Regions from separate parts of the Ovis aries genome. Here region 2 is linked to region 1. A link is a contact called in public Hi-C data. All regions are on one chromosome and are shown on one strand. Each heading gives the region's core, a stretch centred on a gene start, on an enhancer-like site or on the middle of the called end of the contact. The rest is flanking DNA. Distances are from core to core; before and after follow the strand shown.

Region 1 (6,117 bases), core at 2,300-4,799:
GGGGGTTCCAGAAGCCTCCCAGCCAAAATCTAACCAGGTGGAATGTGGAGGGGGGAACAAATCCCCCAGCTCCCAAGCCCCCTCACCAAAGGCCCCATCGAAGGCTGGAGAGCAAGGCAACAGTCTTGGAAACCACACACCTCCAAACTGAGAAGCACTGCTGTCCATCACGGCACCTGGGGGTGCTGGGGCTCCGGGCCCCCACGACCCTGTTCCAGACCCCCCAGCCCAGCAAACATAATAAACAGCAAGCTCTTTTTCTTTATGACACCAAATTCCTCCAAGCCCAACAGCTCCTTCCATCACTACCTCAGCCATAGATCACATTAAAAACTCACAGAGGGCAACTTAAACACATCACATTTGTTTCTCTCTATATTATTTCAAAAGTAACGGCATTAAAAATGGATTTTACTACAGAAAATAAATATCAGCACGTGGGCCAGGAGCCCAGGAAGGGGGAGAGAGCCCACCAGGAGAACGTCCCAAGGGCTTGGGCACAGCTTAGGCGCTGACCAAGGAGGTGGCCGAAAGAACAGATTAGGGGGAGTGGGGTGGGGGGGGGATGCCTGGGGAGGGGGCAATGCCTGCCCACCTGGGCACCTGCCCCAATCCCAGACAGAGAGGGACAAGAATCACCAATTTGAACTGGTGCCCACTGGCCCCCAAAAACTCATGCCCTCACTGATCTCTGCAACCTCTGGAGGGTAGGAGCTTTGGGGCAAGAAGTTCATTCGTCTCTGGGGGTTATTCCAACTATTGACACAGCAGAAGAGAAAAAAAAAAGAATTCAACTTACTATCCAGTTTGATTTTCCATTACCATAAAAATAAATATACATCTGTTCAAAGGAGAGAGATGGCAAGCTGCAGGCACATGCCACCTAGGGGGGTCCCCCACAGCTCACCACCACAACCCAGCCTGCCCCCAACAGGCAGGCGGTGGGGTGGGGGTGGGGGTGTGGGTTGGGGGTGTGGACTGACTGGTAATCTTTCACTTACAGCCCCAGCTCACACAGCTACACACACTGGGCCACACGGAACAGGAACAAGCCAACAATAGAAACACCCCAAATGCTCCTGGCAGGACTCTGCCCAGGCCCGGGCACATGCCCCCGCCCCGCCGGCGGCGGCGGCGGCGGCGGCGGCGGCGGCGGCGGCGGCGGCGGCGGCAGCAGCAGCAGCGGACAAAATGTGGCCACCCTGACCCAGAGGCAAAGCTTGTCCTCACACCCTGAGCTCTGCCCAGGGAGCTGGGGCCAAGTCCCGCCTGACACCAACTGGTCCGGCGGGAAACGCCTGCCCAGCCAGACAGGCATAGGCCCCCCAAGGGTCCCTCCTTGTGCTCAGGGACCAGGCTGGTGCAGGCTGGCCCTGCCTCCCAGGGTGACGCCTGGGCCCAAATTCAGCTGGCCCTGCCAGTCAGGCACTTGGTGCAGAACCCAGGGCACTAGGCTCAGCCCCTCACAGCCCAGCCCCCGGGGCCCCCAAGCTAGCAGGGAGGGGGGACTCCCCACCCCTCCACATCTGGCCCCGGCCCCCAGGGTCTGCGGTAGAGAATTCCCGCCCCCGCTGCTCTCTGTCTCCCTCCTCCTGCTCGGTGCCCGCTGCCCGCCTCGGGGACAGCCCCAGCTCCCGCCTCGGGCCAGCAAGGCCCACATCCTTCCTCCCTCGGCCGGCCCCTGCGCCTGGCAGGAGGCTGGGGGGTCAGGCTGCTGGGGAACCCCTCCGGCTCCCATCAGTCTTCATCCCCAGCCCCCAAACTCTCTGGGTTGCCGTCCCTTTTCCTGTAGAACAGGAAACAAGGTTATTTCCTAGACTCGGAGCCAGCCCCCTGCCCCTCTGGCTCTGCCCGGGGACCAAGACCCAGCAGGGGAATGCGCCCGGAGCCAGAAAGCGGAGGGATTCAGCGATTCACCCCCCAGCGACTGGCCCAGGGGGCTGACAGCTGTCACTCAGCACCCCAAGCCCTGGGGAAGAGGGGGCCCCCGATTCAATCAGAGCCTCAGAGGAAACGCATTGATGGGCGATTATTTATTTATTTATGCAAAAGTGAGCCGACTTTGTTCGCCAGGTAACCGGGCACGCGGCCCAACCCCTCCGGCCCCGGCCGCCCCCAAATCCCTCCTCCGCCCCACACCCCCTCCGGGTCATTAGGTCCCCGCCCCTCAACTCCCAGAGCACAAGCGGAACCTTGGGATTTGGGGGTTGGAGGGGAGGGGCTTCTCCCCTCCGCAGTCTCCCCCTTTCCCAGCGCCGTTCCTAAAATCCAGCCTTGTTCTCCGCTCCCACGGTCCCCCCCTTCACCCACCCCCCCCCCCTACATTCTCAGCAAGCTGGAGAGCAAATTGCAGTTTTAAATCCAAAGACGGAGGGAGGGGGAAGGAGGAGGGGGCGCGCGGCAGCGCTGGGCGCGCACCTCGCCCCCGAGCCGGGGGAGCCGCGGGGCGGCCAGGAAACCCGAGAACCCCCCCTCCCCGCCCCCCCTTCTCGTCCACCTCCCCCTCCCCCTTCCCGGCGCTGCCTGCCAGGCTTCGAGCCGAGCCCAGCCGAGCCGCGGGCCCCGGTGGAAACAAAGACCGATCGCACCGCGGGCACCGCAGCCACGGGGTCCGGCGGACCGGACCGGGGCGCGCGGAGGGGGCGCGGGGCCCCCCCGGTGCGCTGCACAAAAGAGCCCGGCCGGCCGGTCCCCAGCGGGGGTCTAGGGCCGGGGAGGAGGCGCCACTCACCGGAGTGCTGGGCTGCCGGCTCCGTGGGTCCGAGCCAGGCGAGGGGCTTCGGGGGGCGTCTGTTTTCCGGCGGCGGCAGCGACGCGGGCGCCCGGCAGCTGGGGAGAGGAGTCGTGGAGGAGCCCTGAGCCGCCCGCCGTTGCTGACAGCATGGCTCGCGCCTCGGCTCACATTCTCCGCCGCTAACTCCGCTGGACCCGGCCCCCCAGCTCCCGCGGCGCCCCCCACCTCGATCACTCCTTCGTTCTCTCTCTGCGCCCCCTTGCTCCCCCCACCACCACCACCGCGCACACACTCTCACAGCCCTGGACACCCCCACCCCCACCCCCCCAATTGCAAACCTGGGAGGGAACGCGCCCCGCGTAGTCCTCCTCCTGCTCCTCCTCCTCCGCCCTCCTCCCTCCCGCTCTCTTCTGGCTGTCTGTCTGTCCCTCTGACTGTCTCAATCTCTCGCTCCCTCTGCCTTTCTCTGCTCTCAGAGCTGGGTGGGAAAAGGAAATGAGGACAGAAAGCAGACGCTGGCTTTGGGTGGTGGTAGCTGGATTCCCTCTCTCCCTCCCTCCCCCTCCTCCCCTCCCTCCTCCTGCCTTCTGCTCTCTCCGCGGCGAGCGGGGCTGAGCGCAGCCTGGCGGGTGGCTCGCGTTGCCCGCCCGCCCGCCTGTCTGTCTGTCTGGTCTGCCTCGCTCGCTCCCTCCCCTCGCCGTCTCTCGCCCTCGCCCTGCCTGCCTGCCTGCCTGCCTGCCTCTCTCCGTCTCCGCCGCCGCCGCCGCTGCCTCTGCGAGCTCGCCTTACCTTCGCCGCTCACCATCCGGAACCCCAGGGGGGAGCGCGCGCGCGGCTCGCCGGGACTTGTAGTCCCCGCCTCGGCCGCTCCGCGCGCGGAGCGGGCGGGGCGGCGCCGGCAGCTCCGACGGCGCGGCCGGGAGCCCGCAGGGGGCACCCAGCGCCCGAGCCCTCGCGCGCTTCCTCTTTTACCAAAGGGGGATTGCGTTCTTCCCTAAGGATCACCAACGTTCCCCACCTTCCTCGTCCCGCTGCGGGGGGCTTTGGCCGGAGCGGAGGTTGCGGGTGGGAGTGAAGGGGCGGGGTCTGAGAATGGAAAGAGTAGAATGGGGGAATCGAGGGACTAGCTAAAAGGACTTGAGACTTTCTGGGGGCGTCCCAATTAAATGAGAGAGGAAGCGGTAAGAGGAGACGGCCGGCTCCCTGAATCTGGAGGCGCTCTCCCTTCATGAGAAGGTTACCTATTGAGTAAAGCGCAAGGGTTGATGGAGAGAGGGCTGCTCCAGAAAACTCAAAGCCCGCCCGCACCTCCTCCTCCTTTCAGGGACCCCCAATCTCAAGTTCTGAGCTCTGGGTTTAGCCACCTCCACCAAAGACTAGTTTTTCTAGAAGTCCGAGGAAGACAAGAGCATGAAGTCCTGGATTCTCCACAGATCTCTCTCTCTGTCAGACACACACACACACACACACACACAGCCTTGCCTTCCTGAATTCGACTGAGCTTCTTCCTGGTGTCAGGAAGCAGCATTCAGATTCAACAGTTCAGAGCTCCTGCTGGGCCCAGGGGGCTGGACTCAGCACTTTCACCTACCTCCTCTGCAGGTCACATCTGTTATCCAGCCCCTAGCTCCGGCCCCCTGCCTGGCCTGTCCCCACAGATGGGAATGTGCACTGCCAGGGCCTGGTTACCAAGGAGAGGTCTTTGGACAGTGCAAGAAGGAGAACTGCTGCTGCTGCCACTTTCTGAACACCGCAGGGCTCTTGAGTCCTGCAAAGACCTGGTAGAATGATTTTGTTATCATTTCCATTTTAGAGATGAGGGCACTGAGGCCCATGACCCCTACTGAAGAAGTTGGTAGAGCCCGGCTGGACCAGGGTCTGTTCCATTCCAAAGCTCACTGCTTAACCTCTGGGTCAAGCAGGGAGCTGCGACTTCCAAGCTCTCCATCTGACCTTCTCTCCCGGCGTCTGTGTGTCCTCCCTTGGCACTTAAATTCGACAAATGTTAACTGAGGTGTGCAGGGCTCACAGGGGACACGGAGATGAATAATGCATGGTGGCTGTCCTGTCCCCGGCGTCTACCAGCACCAGCCCCGACTGGTCCTGTGCTAGTCCCACTTCATCTATGTGTCTGACATTCCTTTGCCCAATGTCTGCTGGCTTTTTCTGTCTTGCCCTGTGTCTGAAGTCCCTTCAGCAGTGCCTTTGTCCTTGGCCCACCCGTTTCGGACTCTTCCTTTGGCCCTGCAGGGTGATACGAGGTGATGGCCAGCGTGTGACAAAAGGCAGGTGGTGTCGTTTTGCCAACAGCAGCTCCCTGTCACCACCTGCAAGCCCCTCCTCTAAGACAAAAAAGTTGGGGGGATCTGGGGGACACTCTGTTGGCCCTTTGCAGGGAGTGGGGGCACCACAGCCATGGAAGAGGTCTAGGGCTCTAAATAGTTCCATCTATTGATCTGGCATCATCCGGGCTGCTGACCAGCCGCAGAGGCACCCATTTGGGAGTAGCTTCTCCTTACAGGCAAGCCCTGGGTTCAAAGATTTATCAGTTGAATGGGAACCATTGTAAGATCAGATATTAACAAAAGAAAGCAATGGTTAAAGTTGTTAGGGGCCCTTTGCAGCTCCCCAGCCTGACCTAAAGTTACACAAATAGATGAGGCTTTGGCATCTTGCCCCAGCTGGTCCCCCACCGGTGAGACTTTAGCATTGGGAAGGCTAGGAAAGGCCCAGGTTCCCCTTTCTTTCACACCCTCACAACATCCTTACCTATTAGGCTCTGCCCCAGGGCATAAAGACCCCATCTAAGCTGAATCAAGTTTGAGGCAGGAACTGGGGGGCAATTCAGGATGGCTTCTGGGAGATAGGGAGCCCAAGGTGGAGTGGGATGAAGAGGAGTTTGGGAAAGACACGGGAGAGGAGAGATTAGGTGATGAGGTACAGGGGCCAAGATTAGTAGGGTCCATGGCTCTGTAAGTGAGAGGGGAATAGAAGTTAGGTAGGGTTGTCCATGCACATCCCTCCCACCTCAGGCTGCTTGAGCAGCCCGCTTCCCAGGGAGGTTGAGTGCTCTTAGCCCCCAAGGTGTTGGGCATTGCTGGAAAGCAAGCACTACAGGGTTTCCCAGTCATCTGGGGACTGGTCTTTCTCTTGGAACCTCTTTAAATTGTATTTTGGAGAGGGTTGGTGGGGGAGTCCTCCCCAAACTCAAACAAAGTCTTCTTGTGGGTGGCTGCTGCCACCTAGTGTCCAACTGCTATATCTGTTTACCAGCCTAGTCTGAAGGGGTCTCAGTTCAGTCGCTCAGCGGTGTCCGACTCTATGCAACCCCAAGGACTGCAGGACACCAGGCTTCCCTGTCCATCACCTACTCCCAGAGTTTA
Region 2 (6,295 bases), core at 50-2,549, 45 kb before region 1:
TGAGGGAAGCAACTGGCTCCCCTCCCCACCACACCCAGGCAGACGTTTTCTTGGACCCCCTCCCAAGGGTACCACCTATCCCCACGTCTGTGAACAAAGTCGCAAAGGGTCCACTGTCCGTCGTCTGTCTGCTTCTGGGTCAGTGTGTCTTGAGCCTGCCTGTGGGGACACCCGCCGGCTGGGAGGGGGGCTGGGGGCCCCAACCTGCTGCGCACAGTGCCGGGAAGGGCCAGCCCACATCCTTGAGTCCCCAGCCCCACCCTCCCCCGCTGCGGCTCTGACCACCCCACCCCTTCCCCAGCCAGCCTCCCCCTCCCCCACCCACAGCCTCCCCAGGGGAGCCGGGCTGCCAGCCCCAGCTCTCACTTCCGGCCTCATGACCCTCTCTCCAGCCTCCTCCCTACCCCACCCCCCCCACCCTGCACACACCATTTCCCTCCCAGCCCAGACCGAAGGCCCAGGGATGTCCTCAAATGGAAAACTTGGCCTCAAAGGGGGCTATCACTGCTGCAGTGAAACCTCCCCCCAGTCAGCTCCCTTGGGGGGGGGACCTTTATTTCCCAGGATCTGGCCTCCCCCCCAACTCAGGAACTATGCATCACCCCCTCTTCCCAATTTCCTTCTCTTCAGCCCCCTCCCACCCACCCCTGAAGCTCTCCTTCTAACCTGACTCCGAACCAGAATCGTTACCAAAAAAATAACAATGATGAAAATAATAACGGGCAGCTGTCACTTATTTGGCATGTAAATGGAGGCTCAGAGAGGTTAAGCAAAGCCCTTAAGGACAAACAGCCATGACAGGGAAGAGTGTCTGCACTTGGGTTTGCTGAGCTCCTCTGAACCAAACTTCCCCACTGTCCAGAGAGTCAGCCCCCTCCCCCGCAGCTTCCTTGAACTGTCCTGGTCCCAACGACCAATTCTAATTTTTGACTTCTAAATTCACCCCCTCCTCTCAGTTTCTTCACCCCTCCCACCTAGGTCATTCAATGCACTACCCTCCCTCGCCACTAGGTGTCCCCTTAGAGCCACTGATGCCCCCAAGGGGAGCAAGCCCCGCCCCACCCCCTGGAATCATCAGGGCCACCCCCCCAATAGCACAGCACACCCCACCCCACCCTACCCCCAGCCACACAGAGCTCCTTTGTGAAGCCCTTGCCCACCCCCTTCCTGCCCGGAGCAGGGCACCTGGCAAGCAGGTCTGCCCTAGACCCGCCTCCTGCCAGCCCCCTGCCCTGGGTGCCAGGTGTGTGGGCACCACTGCCAGCTCTGGCTGAACCCGAGGGTCACCCTGCCGGGTGGCCCTCCCTTCCTCTCTCCGAGGTCACCCAGGGACTGTGCTTCCCGCCTGCTCCGCCCCCATCCCCTCCTGCCCTTGGCCCTTCCAGACTCCTGTCCTTGTCTTTCCTTCTGTCTCCCGGAGGACACCCCTCCTCCAGCCCCACCAGGCCCTCCCCACAGCCTCACCACCGCCCACCTCCTTCCCCTGAGAGCTCCTTGTTCCGCCCCCCACCCCTCCCCGCCCAGGTCTGAAAAACTCCTCCTCCTGGAAAGTTGCTGCTGGAAAGGAAGTGACTTCAGCAGTTTGGCCACAAGGCTGGGCACTGCTGAGCCCAGCTCAGCTGAAGCCTTGCCCAGCCCACCTCCAAAGCACAAATGGAGCCACGTGCACACACATCCCCCAGCGTGTGCAGCCAGAACCCTGAACACACGCTTCCCTGGTGACACGTGGAAGAACCTCTGTGTACATGATCCACCCCACCCAGTGTGTACCTGTGTATCACCCCGGTGTATTCAGAGTCTTGTCTGCACACCTCTCCAGTGTACACTAGCACCCTGCCCAGGAACACCACCCAGCATGGCACACACAACGCTCTAGCCTCCCCACACCTGCACAGGACACACCCTGAGTCCTGCGCACTCGCTCTCATGTACCATGTATGCAGCCCGTGAATGTCTCCCAGCCCAGTCCACCTAGACTTCTGTGTACAGCACCCTGCACACCTCAGGACAGAATCCTACACACGCCTGCTTGCACACAAGCTGGAGTACTTGCACACTAGATGCCCCGTACATTTACAATTGGGTACACCCGGCTCTGACATCCCCACCCTGACAATCCCGGGAGACTCCACCCCCCAGACCTCAGGCCCCAGGAATGCTCTTTTGGAAGCTGGGTGGGGTCCCCAGGCAGGCTGGGCTCTAGGGAGCTTCCTGGAGCCTGAGGCTTCATGTGTCAGTTCGGGGAGTTGCCTCTGCAGGGCAGGGCCGCTCCACCTGGCCTCTGCAGCTCTCTAGCCTGCTTGGGTGGGCTCATCTGGGCCCAGGCTAGGGAGATGGTTCTTGCCCCCGGCCTTGCCCCATCTCATCCCAGGAGGGCAGCCCAGCGTACCTCAACTCCCCAGGTCCTCTCAACTTCCACAGACTCTAGGAGAGAGGGGTCCTGCGGGGTCAGCATCACACAGCAGGCATTCTGGTTTCTACCTCTGCCCTGGGTTCTGGTCACTGGGACAACCCCTTTCGCTGCCCAGTTCTCTCAGGTCATCCAGGTGCAGGTCCTCCAACTAGGAGGCAGGACTTGGGGGAACTGGCTGTATATCCATGGACCTTGCCTTTCTGGATAACGGGGAGTCTGAGTAAGTGTGGTCACAGTATTTTGATACTAAAGAGCCTCTTTTTGGCCTAAGCTGGGAGGGGAGGGATCCCTGATAGGATTGTGAAGGAAGTATCCCTGATCCCCACTTCCTGGGATGGCCAGCAGACCCAGCTTCTCTGTACACTGTTACCTGAGCAAGCTGTGCAGATAGGCCCAGCTCAGCAGCAAAGGCCTGTCTTCGCCAGTGATTCCAGGGTGGTCTCTTTGGCAGCCTGAGAATCACCCCGAACCCAGGGCCCTCTGCATGCACTTAGCTGGGCAGGCTCTGGGGTCCAGGCCAATAGGTAGACAGGCAGGCAAGCTCCCATCTGTGAAAACAAAAACAGCACCCCAGACATAAGCACGGATACAAGATGAACCAGACAGGGGGACCAGGAGGCCATCCTAGGTGGGTCTAGCCTTGCACAGAAATTGGCTCCAACCTCACTTCACTGGGGACTACGAACTATGTCTCGAAACCCCAGGCAATATCTCTGCATGGGCAGATATGTATGCATGAACAAGAACACATACACTATGGTGAAAAGAACCTGGTCTTGGGAGTCAGAATGGTCCTTGGCTCAACTTTCATCACCTGTGTGATCTCAGGCAAGTCAGTTAACCTCTCTGGCTCTCAGTTTCCTAATCTATAAAATAGGGAGAGTTTATGAGCGGGGAGAAGTGCTCTAGGGAAACTATAAATGTTAAGAGCTCACTTACAATGCAGGTGTGAGAGTTACTGTTCAAAGTGATGGTGACTGCAGATTTTCATGAGGGGTGTATACGCAGCTGGCATTTACCCTTCTCCATCCGAGATTGGTTCTCTCTCGTTTTCTTTAATAACTAGGGCTCTCCTCACCCACTCTGCTTCCTGCCCATTTGTCTACCTCCCTGAGGTTTGTACTTGAACCCTGAGGGGTCTGGGAACCAGGCCTCATGGACTGCTTATAGGTTTTGGTTGCCTGGGAATGTGTGTGTACATGTGTGTTAAAGAGATCCTGCATGTCTGTGAGCATTCAGCTGTCTGGGTAAATGTACCTGTGTGTGGCTTCCTGGGTCTACTTAGCCTTCTGTATGTTTCTCTGTGTATTTCTGTATGTCTATGCAAGTATATGTGTGTTTTAAGAGTGCCCATGTATAAGACTGTGTGTGTGTGTGTGTGTGTGTATTGTGTGTGAGCGCTGCTATTTACTAGAGCTGGTGTCTTCACTTATACATGTGGGTGTATCTGGGTCTGTTCAGTTCTCTGTGTGTGTCCAGCTGAGCCTATGTTCGCACACCTATGGGGACACACAGGTATATGTGCCTAATGTGTGACCAGGTATACCCAGCTGTGATTGGGGCATGTGTGCCCACGTGTACACGCTCTGCATCTGGCCGTGTCAGGAGCTGAACTGACTTCTGCCCATCTCTGGATGTGTGCGCGTTGGGGTGGGGAGGGGAGTGGACCCTCTACTGTCCCCACAGGTTTCCCATCTCAAGGCCAGTGACTGGGGGCACTGGCGTCACTGCATCAGTGGTGTCTCCCTCCTTCCCCCTGCCTTACTCTGGGTTTTCAGGCTCACGGTGCGGTTGGTCACAGTATCCCTGTGGGTCTGTTTCACCGCGGGCCAGCGTGTGCTTGGCTGTGACCCTGCGCGTGCGTGTGTAAGCCCTCATCACTGTGCACCTGTGTACGCCAGTGGGACCTTGTGCCATGTCACTGTATGTCTGCGTCAGTGTCAGCATGTGTGAGTCTGTGTGCCAGGGTGCGCCTGTCAGCACAGTGGTGCTTCAGTGTTCGTGTGATACCTTCATGCAGCTTGTCAGGGCGTGTGCGCGCACGCGTGCATGTGGGACTCTGTGATAGTGTGTGTCTGTGTCACCGTTGTTTGTACGCCTGCTTCCCTCCTCCCTCCCTATCTCCTGCTTGCTCTCTCTCTGTAGGAGCCAGACAACTCCCCAAGCCTGGATTAGGGACAATTTATCCACAGGCAGAGAAGGAGAATTTCAACCTGCCAGAGCCTCCCTCCTCTGATCCATCCCCCCTCCCCCCATGGTTGGGTGGGCACAGAAATGCAGCCCGGCAGCTCCCAAGCCCTCGGGGAGCCCCCACCTCTGCAGCTCCCCAGAGGCCCAGGAGGGTGGAAAAGATGGAAATCTGGGTGGCCCCAGAGCCCTCCAGTGGGGGTGGCTTGGCGGCCCCCCATCCAGACCCCTAGAGTTCAGCTCATCTTGGCCCTGTTCTCCTACATATGGTGCTGGTGGTTGGGGGGGAGTCTGCATGAGGTCTGCCTGGCCCTGGGGGCTGGAGCGACCTGAGGAGTGAAGCTGCTCCCAGCCCCTCCCCAATCTGATATTCCCCAACTGATAACGGCCAGCTCCCCCGCCCCTTGAGATGGAAATGACTGGGGGAACTTGTGACTGTGCCCACACGGGCTGGAAGGCAGGGGACAGGATGGTGGGGGGAATGCGGCAAGGGGGGGGGGGGGGGAGCAGGGGCTGAGCTGGGACTAAGGCTCCCTTCACGGTGCTCCAGGCGCAAGGCAGCATCACATGTTTCCCATTAGCTGCTCTGGCCTCCTTGTTCAGGGGGTGTTGGCTGGGGGAGATTTGTTCTGGTTGCAGACACCAGGCGAGACCACACAAGAGAGAGAGAGGAAAAGACAGAGAGAGAGAGAGAGGAAAAGACACAGGGAGAAAGAGAAAGACTCAACAGAGATGCACAGGGGGAGAGACAGAGAGACAGGAGAAGCAGAGACAAGGACACACAAACCCCAAAGCAGAGAGACAGGACTGGGCGATGCTGGGCGAGGCTAAAAGTGGGGGACAGGGCCAGCGACTGGTAAGGAGACCAGGGTGGAGAGAGGCTGGTCAGGGGCTGAGGAGCGTGTCAGCGAGGAGGCGCAGGGTGCTAGTCAGGCCTGGAAGGACCCAAGGGGAGAGGGCAGGGTGGGGGGCGCTGGGGCTGCAAGCCTGATGGAGGGGAGACTCAGGGGGAACCTGATGCAGGGTCAGGGAGGGCAGAGGCAATGGGTGGGCAGGGGGAGTGGCCGCCCTGGAGCAGCCGAGCGGGGGCGGCCAGCGAGCCCTGGAGCCTCCCGCCTCCTGACCCTGGAGCCTGGGAGAGATAACAGGCCCGAATAGTGCTGACTTGCGGTTCAGAAATCCAATATCCTCCGCAGCGCACTAATCGACTACCTGAGCTCCCGGCCCGCGCCGAGCTGCCCCGATTAATCCTGCGGCTCCACAGCCTTAATTAGTTTAACAGTTTCAGGGGCAGGAGAGGCGAGGCACAGGGTCCCCCAGACTCCTGGGGACACAAGCCCCTCCATGCCAGCCCTGCCTGGTGCCCTGCCTACCCGGTCGCACCTGCCCCAGCCCAGCGGCCCCGGTTCACATCATCTCAAAAACAGCATATTTCTTCCTCCCAGGGAATGGTCCCAAGGGCTGGCACCTGGGTCACAAGTTGGGTCTTGGGGAGCCCAGACCCTTCTGCCCTGCACCCCTGCCCCGATCCCAGCTTGTTCCTGTGCCCATGGCCTGCGTGCTGGCTCTGGCCTTCTTTTTGAGGACCTGCCAACTGACAGCCCCATGCCACTGGGCAACATGTCATCTCCTTAGGGTCAAGAGACAAGCTCCCAAGTTCCTGACAGCCCCCCACCAGCACGAGATAATCACACG

Evidence for each region. A called contact is a pair of places that touch in the nucleus more often than the background predicts.
Region 2: a contact with region 1 is called in a Hi-C map of muscle, with 5 times the contacts expected there. The contact joins the enhancer-like site here to the promoter of AHDC1 in region 1. A contact is called at or near these places in 10 of 16 Hi-C or Micro-C datasets (blood, hypothalamus, liver and 4 more).

The regions. Positions count from the first base shown.
Region 1 is chr2:239,442,566-239,448,682 of ARS-UI_Ramb_v3.0, reverse strand. AHDC1 (AT-hook DNA binding motif containing 1) reads right to left here and starts at 3,549. Exons shown (of 7, transcript XM_042245109.1): 1 at 3,073-3,549; 2 at 2,732-2,829.
Region 2 is chr2:239,485,460-239,491,754 of ARS-UI_Ramb_v3.0, reverse strand. AHDC1 (AT-hook DNA binding motif containing 1) reads right to left here. Exons shown (of 7, transcript XM_042245109.1): 3 at 2,784-2,961. Among named protein-coding and RNA genes, the nearest start is that of WASF2, 27 kb to the left of the region's middle. Within about 2 kb of position 1,299, at least 32 of the 54 cell types and tissues checked have an H3K27ac peak or open chromatin away from gene starts, as enhancers often do. A contact at or near this core is called in liver, muscle and tail adipose tissue, where this site is marked.